Linked DNA regions of Mus musculus: region 1 is linked to region 2. The links are chromatin contacts, called in public HiChIP or PLAC-seq maps. All regions are on one chromosome and are shown on one strand. Each heading gives the region's core, a stretch centred on a gene start, on an enhancer-like site or on the middle of the called end of the contact. The rest is flanking DNA. Distances are from core to core; before and after follow the strand shown. Region 1 overlaps Zfp982 (zinc finger protein 982). Region 2 overlaps Gm42346 (gastrula zinc finger protein XlCGF71.1-like).

Region 1 (6,143 bases), core at 175-2,674, 2.1 Mb before region 2:
AAAAAAGAATAGATCCAAGCCATCTTTTTTCTATTTATTTATTTATTTATTTATTTATTTATTTATTTATTTATTTATTTGGACTTTCGAGACAGGGTTTCTCTGTGTAGCCTTGGATGTCCTGAAACTCACTCTGTAGACCAGGCTAGCCTCGAACTCAGAAATCCACCTGTCTGCCTCCCAAGTGCTGGGATTAAAGGCGTGTGCCACCACTGCCCAGCGACCCAAGCCATCTTAATTCTCTCTTCCTCTTTAATGACTGGGGTTGAGGAAGTGATCTTTCACCTTTCTACTTCAACAACATAGCTATGTTCTACCCGTCTTTCCTGCCATGGATGATGGTTATCCTCTGGAAGCAATACACCAAGTAGTCTTTTTCTTCTATTAGTTTCCTTGAACATGGTGCTTTATGAAAGCAGCAAACAAAAACCAATTACAGTAAAACATATTCTGATTGGATTTAAGGTTGCCTTTCAGAGAGAGAATTCATGTCATATTCTGAAACCTAATCAAGAACAGGAAGTATGTTAGGTCATGGGAATTATGAGGCCATTTTAAGAAATGGTATCATCTAAAATTATCATAGTCATATTGTGTTGTCTCCTTTCAGTAAAAGGTAGATGAGTTAATGGACTCAGACTCACAGCATACATTTAGACATTGTAATGTATATATTTGAGGTTTAGATGCAGGAATATATCTTTATGAACACGTTTTTGATAATAAGAACAATTCCAGTGTTACATCTAGTTTATAGATAGTAAAGTGATGGTGAGTAAAACTGTGCTTCCAAATTCTACAACTATCAGTATTGTTCAAATAAGAACCGAGTACCTCTCTTGTCTGAAGTTGGGTGTCAACAGCACGTCTAAAATGCTCAGTTTGGATTTTAAGGCCTATAAATAGTAGTGTATCCTTTCTAGAAGAAAGAAATAGAGTTCAGAATACCAAATACAAGAATGACTTAAGAGAAATAATTTTTTTTCTATTGTAGCAGTTAGGAAGTGTAAAATCAGTGTATACAAACAAAATTACAAACAAGACATAGAATCAAATACCTTGTGATGTGATTGAATAAGAATATTTTCATGAAGAATTAAATGATTGTTTAATGAAGAATTAATTTGAGAATATTTAATGATATAAAGTTAGCAATAGGTAGCATTAATATAATGTAATATTTTTGACTATATGACAAAATCAATACAGATAATAATTTGATGAATTACACAGTGGTTTCCCTTCAGAATGGTTAGACATACATGTATAACTAAATGACATATGTGAAAAAAAAAGTGATATAGTAGAATAGTTTTTATAATGGAAATGACCATATTAAGATGTATAAGAATCACACTAATACTTCATTATTTATGGATACTTTATTACTCGTGAATCTATTACTGGCACAACTGAAAATACAAAACTTTTGAATTCACCAATATTCTTCTCTTTATTATTTGAGCTCATTGATCTAACATGATTATAGATTACATAAAAAAGAATCATGTAAAGTTCTTTGACTTCATCCCTACTCTTTTCTTAATTATTTGAGCTCATCCATCTAAAACGGTTAGCGGTTGGACATATAAGTATCATTAGGACTGAAGAAATGACTCAGGGGTAACTGGCATTTGCTATTCCTGAAAGGAAACACAGCCTAATTCTGTCTTCACAGCAATAGTGATTAAAAACAGCATGGTATTAGTACACAGACTGACAAGTTGATTAATGACATGGAATTGAAGACACAGAAATAAAACCACACACTTACACACACATGATTTTTAACAAAGAAGCGAAAAATATATAATGGAAAAAAGAAAGCATCTTCAATAAACGGTACTGGTTTAACTGGCTGTCTGTATGTAGAAAAATGAAAATAGACCCATATTTGTCACCTTGCACAAGGCGCAAGTCCAAGTGAATCAAGGACCTCAACATAAAATCACATACACTCAGTCTAAAAGAAGAGAAAGTGGGAAAGAGCCTTGAACTCATTAGGCACCAGGGGATATTTCCTAAATAGAACTCGAATGCCTCATTCTCTAAGATCAAGAATTGATAAATGGGACCTCCTGAAACTAGAGAGCTTCTGTAAGGCAAACAACATAGTCAATAAGACAAATCAACAACCTACAGATTGGGAAAAAACCAGCACTAACTCCACAGACAATAGAGGGCTAATATCCAAAATATATAAAGAACTTAAGAAGATAACCACCAAAAAACCAAACATCCCAGTCCAAAAATGGTGTGTATGGCTACACCAAGAATTCACAACTGAAGACTCTCCAATTACTGAAAACCACTTAAAGAAATGTTCAAAGTCCATAGTCAGACAAACATGGTTTGTAGAGGGAAACTGCCAATTCAGAGAGAGCTGAATAAAAAGCCAGCAGTGGGGAAAAGGCAACACTATAAAAGAAGGAAGAAGTGGAGTTATGGAAATCCATGCTGTCATTTACCATGGAACATGGAATTATGAATATATGACAGCATGAATACCCATCCAAAACCTTCCTCAGAACATACATGAAACACAAGGATAGGATGAAAACATGAATAACAAGGGATGAGACAGAGATAGAAGAGACGGTAACTGTGTAAGCACTTTGGGACACTTCATGTGGGAAGGCCATTCACCTGAAAACGCAAGCACTAGGAGATTTAGTTAGCACAGATGAGAGTAAACTCTAGGAGCTCTGTAATATCTGCAAGACCAAAGAAACCAGATAATGCAAATCCTCTACCAGAATGATTCTCTGTGAATATTCTAACAATTGTAATATTCATGAAATGAGTATAATCCCTAATTCATGTGATAGAAAATTTACTGACAACAGGAATTTTTGAAAAATAAAAATTGGAGATGCAGGGAAAAATACATTGCTGTCATAAATTTACAATATGTATAACTTGATGCCCTGGGCATTTGTAGACAGACAGCATCAAGAGTGTAATAAAAAATGGGCATAGGAATACATGAATTTTCAGGGAGTAATGAGGACATTTTTCAAAGTATGTCACTTTATGATTCTTACCTGTGACATACAGGCTGAGTATTGTTGTCATTTCTACCAGAAATAGACCATAAATTCCTGCTCCAAGGACAGATGTTGTACTTTAAATTCAAAAGGAAGAAATACATAAAATGAATGTGTATTGTGGAATTGTTTTGTCTAATTGTATAACAGGAAAAGCACATCTTCCATTTCATGGAGACTGAACAAGAGCTCATTCTAGAATGAGAAGAATAACCCATGGGTTTACATACTTCCACTATGAAGTCAATATGAACACTAGGGCTTCGACTTTAAATCTTGCAACTGACATTACCTTAAATACACACCTGATTCTAAATAAACACAATTCCACAAGCTTAAGCCTTCCAGTCAAAGTTTACTATCACTTGTTTCATCACATCTGTTTTACAGTAGATAAACTCAAAGAGCAACATGCAGTGTTCAAACATTGGGACTCTTGAGTATTAGAACACCATACCACTCTAGCCTAGCATTCCCTAGGAAAGTCTCTCAGAGAGGAGTTTGAGCTGGAAAAACTGAATTGAATCAGTCAGGTAAGCATTGAGAAGGAATAAGAAAGGGTGGGGGCTGATTCAGCAGCAAATTTCAGAGGCTGAAAACACACCAGGCCTAGATAATACTGTATGGAGAGTAGAAACTTACATGACTAGGCCTAGGTTAAAAGATGTAGGCAGGAATCCTCCCAAATTACAGTGACAATAGGAGAATGAAACTTACTTATACAGCCTTGTGGTAAAAAGTAGTCACTGCTCAGTACAAAAGCTCTCAAGGATAGAAGAGAAGAAACATACCTCAGAAATAAGGCAAACAGACTCAAAACTAAAGCCAGCAGTACAGAGAAGGTCAAAAATAATTATTCCACTCTAATGGGGATTAATGCAACATGGAACATCAATTAAGAACACAGTTCAAGGACAGGAAAGCATTTAGAGTGGACAGAATAGGTGATTCAGAAAGCAAGTAGACCTTCTGGAGAAAACCACCTCATATCATACCATTCACTCTCAGCAAACACCTTACATACCATGGTGGGAACTTCCATAGTGACAAAAACTGCTAGGCAAATTGGGGAAGGAAGCAGAATTATGAATTTATATACTCAGGTTTGCAACCTGCTTGCTGCAATCTGAATCTGCCAGACAAGACATGGAAATTTTTATGATACTGGCAAGAATATCTGTGGGTAACAGGTTTTCTATTTCAAGTTCCACAGGGGGAAAAAAAATCCATAGATTACAGTGAAAATCTGCCTAAAAATCCAGTAAGGAAGGTCACAGGCCCTAGGAGGGAATCTACTGCTGACATTTGCTTTATGTATAAATTGCCCTTGTCACAACCATAGCCTGATGCTGCTTTCAATCTGGATAAAAGAAACTTTGATTTCAATGAGCAACAGCATTTTCCCAGGATCAAAATTAATTAAATATTGACATCAAGTGACAGCTGACAGCACTTCCCTCCATGGCAAATCCATATCATCACATCTAATATTATTCTTTTCCAGAACCATTAAGGAAATAGAATCTGGCAAAATCAAATTCATGTCCTCTTTCTACTAACAGGTGAGCCCAACTCCACCCATTGTTCAATACCTCTAACATATCTGGATCCTTTGTGAGAGTCTCCTTGACCTTTAACCTCCTAGTGCTCTTAGTGTTGATTTACAGTCATGGAGATTTGACTGAGCATATGGAGACCTGAAAATGGGAAAATATTGTTTAGAATGAACATGGAACTGTTCATGGAACAAAAATGAAAAATGTCAATACCCGAGAAAAAGATAAACATGAAAAGAAGATATCAAGAGAATGCCTATTTTTCTCTGAGTATTTCAGTTTACCCTAAAGATGTGAGAGTCAGTCACACAGTTAACACACATAAAGAGTCTTTTTCCAAGCAACACAGAAGAGGAGGAGGGAAGACTGGAAGAAAATTTTTCTGATCCAGAATCCAGACAGTAATCCAGTAAGTAAGCGTTCAAAATTATTCAAAAGATACTGTCTCATTTTGTCTTAATCCATAGTAAAAGCCGGGCAGTGGTGCACTCCTTTAATCCCAGCACTTGGGAGGCAGAAGCAGGCGGATTTCTGAGTTCGAGGCCAGCCTGGTCTACAAAGTGAGTTCCAGGACAGCCAGGGCTACACAGAGAAACCCTGTCTCGAAAAAACCAAAAACCAAAACCAAACAAACAAACAAACAAAAATCCATTGAAATTTTTCCACTTATTAAAATATCTACTCCTGAAATCATCACCGCACAGCATGGTAGACTGAACCTTGGAAAAATTCAAAGAAATTCAGGAAGAATGGCTACCTGAGGTACCTGTTAACATATCAATGAAGTCATAGTTGGATAGGTGCTTTCTTGGCTGCTGGTTATCTCTAGACCTGCCCCTCTATCCTCCAGCACATCCTCAGTTCCCCTCCCCACACCTGATGGCCTGGTTCAGTCTGGACCCAACCAGATATCTCGGAATTCACTAAAATGCCAAAAATTAACCTTACCACCAGCACAAGAACCAGGTATCTTCTTGAAGTGCTGCAGGTTGCATGTCTTAGGAAAATAATAAAGCCTCATAGGAAACTACAATGGCCTAAAAAATGCCTGTAGCATGTGACCAAAATCTATCACTTGGTCAGGATGTATTATTTGATAAACCTGGCCCACATGGAGGAATTGGTTTTTCTCTGGCGACACTCAGGTTTAACAGAACCTACTATATATCTTCAAGTCTGATAATCTGTCTCACACATTCTCTATGAATGGTTATTATTCACCTTACTGCATTTTTTTTTCAGGGTCTTCTTTTTGTTTCTTTTCTTTGTATTTATAACCACCTATTGAATTCAATTTTCATATCCTATGTTGTCCTCATTTCCTTAAGGAAATTTCTCCTCACAAGTACCTTGCTGCAATCCTGTCTTCATGTTTTATTCAAACCTCAGGTGTGACACTAATAACAAAGCATATATAGACACATTTCTCAATGATGTATTTACATCAAAGACTACATATACCTCTGTGTTCAGCTAACAGAGAATATTACTTTACTTGATTAATGATAATATTTACAGCCATATGATGGTGCTTTATAAG
Region 2 (5,734 bases), core at 1,726-4,225:
TTTATACGGAAAGTTACCTTTGCCTCCATGTAACTCTGTGGACTTCAGAACTGTAGAAGCTATAGTACTCAAAAAATGATAACAGATATTCTTGAAAAAGAGTCCTGGAAGGATGAAAAGTCCCCACGCAGTTACAGGAAACTGAACCTGAATACCACAAGAAAAAGTACCCTTAACTGCAGAGCCACAGCTTTGATTCTTAATTAGCTACTGTGGAGACATAAATCAATAAACATTGGGACAGAATTTATGGAGCATGAAGGATACTTTCTTAGAGTGTCAGGGTGAGTGCAAGCACAGTCATGAAAGACAGTTGCACAGAAGTGGGGTGGTAAAGATACATTGAGAAATTTGGCAGTGAGATACTTTCACATAATTACATATGTGAGGGCTTACAAGCTTGAAAATGAGTCACTTGGAAAATAGTACAGAGAAAGACATTAATAAGGTTATTTAGAAATTAATGAATAGAGACTCAAAGAGAATGCAATGGTTTAATATAATGGACTTGTTCCTGTGAAGACACTAAAGTCCTAACAAAATAATGTTCAGCTTATTTAAATTAAAAGAAGGTTTGTGTATCGATGAGAGCTAGAGCTAAAAAGGAGACACTGCCATGTATGACAATGACTGCAGTGTTCCCTTATGCAGTACTATAGAGAGGTATACACAAATCCATCACAATTGAAGAAGATGTGATGAGTCCTAGAAAAAAAGTGAAAAAAATATCACCCTTCTACATTACAGAAGTAGGACACACATCAAGAACGGGTCAGACTGAAATAGGAAGAGTTTCCTCTGACAGTATCTGAGGACTGCACAGATTAGCATGGAATTCTTCTTTCCTTAGGCAAACCTTATACTATTGCCAAAAGGATAATATTATGTAAAAGGCAAAGAAGAGAAATGCTAGAAAGACATCACACAAAGTTGGTGTACATCTACACCCCAAACAGATAAACAGAAGCAAATATATGGCCAAAGCCTTCCAGTGAAAAACAGACACCATATTCAATAAATGGTTCTGGTTCAAGTGTCAGTCCACATGTAGAAGAATGCCAATTGATTCACTCCTACCGCCTTGTACAATGCTCAAGTCAACGTGGATCAAGAACCTCCACATAAAACCAGATACACTGAATCTACTAGAAGAGAAAGGGGGGAAAAGCCTTCAACACATCTGCAAAGGGTAAAATTTCCTGAACAAAACAGAAATGGCTCAAGTTCGAAGGTCAACTATGGACAAATGGGATCTCATAAAATTAAAAAGCCTCTGTAAGGCAAAGGACACTGTCAATAGGACAAAACAGCAACCCACAAAATGGTAAAAGATCTTAACCATTCCTCTGTCTGACAGAGGGCTAATGTCCACTATATAGAAAGAACTCAAGAAGTTAGACTCTAGAGAACCAAATAACCCTATTAAAAATAGGGTACATGGGGGCTAGTGAGATGGCTCAGCGGTTAAGAGCACTGACTGCTCTTCTAAAGGTCCTGAGTTCAAATCTCAGCAACCACATGGTGGCTCACAACAATCTGTAACGAAATCTGATGCCATCTTCTTGAGTGTCTGAAGACAGCGACAGTACACTTACATATAATAAATAAATATTAAAAACAAAAAAAAATAGGGTACACAGCCATGGAAGGAGTTACAGAGACAAAGTTTGGAGCTGAGACTAAAGGAAGGGCCATCCAGAGACTGCCCTACCCAGGGATCCATCCCATAAACAACCCCCAAAACCAGACACCATTTCAACTGTCAACAAGATTTTGCTGACAGGACACTGACATACCTGTCTCCTCTGAAGCTATACCATTTCCTGGCAAATAAACTGGATGTTCAACCAGGAGGTGATGGAGCATGCCTTTAACCCCAGCACTTGGGAGGTAGACGCATTAGGATTTCTGAGTTCGAGGCCAGCCTGGTCTACAAAGTGAGTTCCAGGACAGCCAGGGTTATACCGAGAAACCCTGTCTTAAGAAAAGAAAAGAAAAGAAAAGAAAAGAAAAGAAAAGAAAAGAAAAGAAAAGAAAAGAAAAGAAAAGAAAAGAAAAGAAAAGAAAAGAAAAGAAAGGAGGGGAGGGGAGGGGAGGGGAGGGGAGGGGAGGGGAGGAGAGGAGAGGAGTAAAGAAAAAGAAAGGAAGGAAGGAAGGAAGGAAGGAAGGAAGGAAGGAAGGAAGGAAGGAAGGAAGGAAGAAAGGAAGAGAGAGAAAAAGAGAGAAAGAAAGAAAGTGGATGCTCACAGTCATCTATTGGATGGAGCACAGAGTTCCAAATGAAGGACCTACGGAAACTACCCAAGGAGATGAAGGGGTCTGCAGCCTTATAGGAGGAACAACAATATGAACAAACCAGTACAAACAGTGCTCCCTTGGACTAAACCACCAGGCAAAGAAAACACATGATTGGACTGTGTCTCTAGCTGCATATGTAACAGAGGAAGGCTTAGTGTGAGGAGAGGCCCTAGGACTTACAAAGATTCTATGCCCCAGTATAGAGGAATGCCAGGGCCAGAAAGAGGGAGTGGGTGGTTTGGGGAGCAGAGAGAGGTGGGAGAGGATAGAGGATTATCAGAGAGGAAACTAGGAACAGGGATAGCATTTGAAACATAAATGAGCCTGGCTAGGTGGCCCACCCCTTTAATCCCAGCACTCTGGAGGCAGAGGCAGGTGGATTTCTGAGTGCAAGGCCTGCCTGGACTACAAAGTGAATTCCAGTGCATATGCAAGGACCACAGTTGAAGAAAGGGCCACCAACCCATCTAAAGATTTTTAACCCAGAATGGTTCCTTTCCAAAGGAAATGCAGGGACAAAGAATGGATCAGAAACTGAAGAAACGGCCATCCAGAGACTGCCCCACCTAGGGATCCATCCCATCTTCGGACACCAAACCGAGACACTATTACAGATGCCAAGACGCACTTGCTGAAAGGAGCCTGGTAGTGCTATCCCCTGAGGCCATGCCACAGTCTGACCAATACAAATCCATTTGTGGTGCTTGCAGATAACCATCAGACTGAGCACAGGAACCCCAATGCAAATTAAGTGACACAGGAGACCTTCCTTCCACACTAATATAAAAGGTCAAAATTCGATCCAAAATAAAAATTCGCAATCGATATATTTTTTGAGCATCATTTACAATAGATTACCATTGAGATTTGCAGGTTTTCAGTCCATGGAAATTGCACGGAAAATATAATGGTGTTATATATGTGAAAAGACCAAACCGTTAAATTCTCCTCATCCCAGAAGAAAATGAAGAGATTAGAAAAAATCCTCTTAGATAATATGACCACATATAGATAACAGAACTATGCAGTGGTTTGAATGAAAAAGGATTTTTCAAAGAAATGTGGACAGCACACTGACCTGTGGAGTGTTTACCAGAGAAGAACTCATCCTTTTTCTTTTTTCCCTGTTTCAAATATTGGAACTCTTCTTGAAGTTTCACAACAGGGTTTGAAAAATACAAAAATGAAATTACTACAACTACGTAATAGACAATGATAAACCACATAAAAGAACATTAAAAGCAAAATGATACAAAGAATCTTGTCAACACTTCTACAGACATGAGAGCATGGCATGACATATTTAGTGTAGTAAGGAATATAAGTATAATCTGAGGACGCTTTCTGACCTCAGTGGGCACCTGGCATAAACACAGAGCATATGCATCCAGGCTGTAAAACACTATTATCAGGTTTGTTACTGAGAACTTATCTTCCTGGGACTAGAGTCAAGGACAAATGGCTAGTGCCTACCATGAATCATGCCCAGAGTTGAATGGTGTTTCATTCATTTCAGGTAAGCATTGAGAAGGAATAAAAAAGGGGGAGCTTATTCAGCAGCAAATTTCAGAGGCTGAAAACACACCAGGCCTTAGATAATACTGTATGGAGAGTAGAAGCTTACATGACTAGGCCTAGGTTAATAGATGTAGTCAGGAATCCTCCCAAATTACAGTGACAATAGGAGAATGAAACTTACTTATACAGTAAAAAATAGACACTGCTCAGTATAAAAGCTCTCAAGAATATAAGAGAAGAAACATACCTCAGAAATAAGGCAAGCAGACTCAAAACTAAAGCAACCAGTACAGAGAAGGTCAACAATAATTATTTCACTCTAGTGGGGACTAATGCAACACAGAGCATCAATAAGAACACAGGTCAAGGACAGGAAAACATTTAGAGTGGACAGAATAGGTGATTCAGAAAGCAAGTAGACCTTCTGGAGAAAACCACCTCATATCAGACAATTCACTCTCAACAGACATCTTAAGACACCCTCACAGTAACTTTCTTTTTTTAAAAATATTTTTATTAGGTATTTTCCTCATTTACATTTCCCTATATACATTTACATCCCTATTTAAAACTATGGAGACGGCCACAGATCTAACGGGGTTATTAAAAAAAATATTCTGGCAATCATAAAATTTATTAAAACATGACCTTGAACCCAATTCACAGGGTCTCAAACTTCCTGACAATGGTAAGATATCCACAACAAAATTGTAAGAGTGGCGGCAGAAAATGCACCACTGTTCCACATGCTGGCCTTGCTCCTGCCCATTTCCCAGCCCAGCGCTCCTCTGACCTGGAAGGTGACAGGACCAGCTGCTGAATATCCTAGGAGGCCAGCACAACAACAGCTGCTTAAGGAAGTTTTCAGGTGCCGCAAGTACTGGGCATGACTCTTCCACCAGGAGTTCCTTACCACGAGGCAGCGGAGAAACAAAGAGAATGATGAAATGGCAGAACTTCCTTTTACTTCTGCCTAGCCCCTCCTTCTGGACCCGCCCAATATTCAACAGCTTCCTGGAATTCTTCTAGGCCCACCTACTTCCGGACCTTTTAATTCATTAGCTTCCCAGTTATTCACAGCAATTTTTTTGTTTTGGATTTCTGCTTGTTTGCTTGCTTGCTTGTTTTTCCTTTGCTTTTAATTTGTCTTTTCCTTAAACTCATCAATTCATGCAGGAATCCCACAGTCCCCATCAGGAACCCCTCCCCCAACTCTGTTGCAGGCTGCCTTTCACACAACTTCCCTGGACCTACTCTGCACAGCTTCTCCACAAAGTTGCTGCCAGACTAGACCAGAGCTGGATGTAGTAGGACACTGCACCTGGGTTCTGAACCCTTCAGATACAATGGATCCTTCCTAACTTCTCATATTTTGAGTCTAGCCCTCTGGACTAAAAATGCACACAATTAAGCAATTCCTCTAAATTCTGATGCTCAGAACCCAAAACAAACAGAAACTACGATAAAATGTCCTTGTCTCAAACTTCAAACCATATATGTACCCTATAAGGAGCACAATTTACATGATATCCAAGATAAAGAATTGAAAAGCCACAGTCATGATCAAGGAGATTAAAGTTTGTAAACCATGAAAATCCACTCAGAGAGGAAGAAAATGAATGATGAACAAGAAAATAATACCAGATTCCTGAAGGAAATGTCGACAATATAAAATATTTAAATTGAGTTCAATAGGTGCTTAGAAATGTCCTCCCCAAAAGACCCTGAAAACAAAATGCAGTAAGGCAAATAAAAATAATACATAGAGAACCTGTGGGAGACAGATTATCAGACTTAAAGAAAAGGTAGAGGAGATGGATGCCTCAGTCAAAGAAGATGATGAATTAAAATGATGTTAGGGGAGGATTATCCAATATATATAAAGAACTCAAGAAGATGGACTCCAGAAAATAAAAAA

What was found. HiChIP or PLAC-seq counts read pairs in DNA pulled down with a chosen protein or histone mark.
Region 1: an Esrrb HiChIP or PLAC-seq map of expanded potential stem cells shows a contact between it and region 2, with 25 times the contacts expected there. The contact joins two enhancer-like sites. A contact is called at or near these places in 2 of 15 datasets of contacts at CTCF or cohesin (the NIH/3T3 cell line and embryonic stem cells), 8 of 484 Hi-C or Micro-C datasets (the C2C12 cell line, the CH12 cell line, the G1E-ER4 cell line and 4 more), 20 of 115 datasets of contacts at active chromatin or transcription factors (CD4 single positive thymocytes, astrocytes, bone marrow-derived dendritic cells and 10 more) and 2 of 9 other capture datasets (adipose tissue and macrophages).

What each region holds. Positions count from the first base shown.
Region 1 is chr4:147,492,977-147,499,119 of GRCm38.p6, reverse strand. The region is part of intron 2 of Zfp982 (zinc finger protein 982); the gene reads right to left. Among named protein-coding and RNA genes, the nearest start is that of Zfp982, 53 kb to the right of the region's middle. Within about 2 kb of position 1,424, at least 1 of the 459 cell types and tissues checked has an H3K27ac peak or open chromatin away from gene starts, as enhancers often do. A contact at or near this core is called in expanded potential stem cells, where this site is marked.
Region 2 is chr4:145,431,457-145,437,190 of GRCm38.p6, reverse strand. Gm42346 (gastrula zinc finger protein XlCGF71.1-like) reads right to left here. Exons shown (of 3, transcript XM_030253952.1): 2 at 3,377-3,445. Among named protein-coding and RNA genes, the nearest start is that of Gm42346, 22 kb to the right of the region's middle. Within about 2 kb of position 2,975, at least 6 of the 459 cell types and tissues checked have an H3K27ac peak or open chromatin away from gene starts, as enhancers often do. A contact at or near this core is called in expanded potential stem cells, where this site is marked.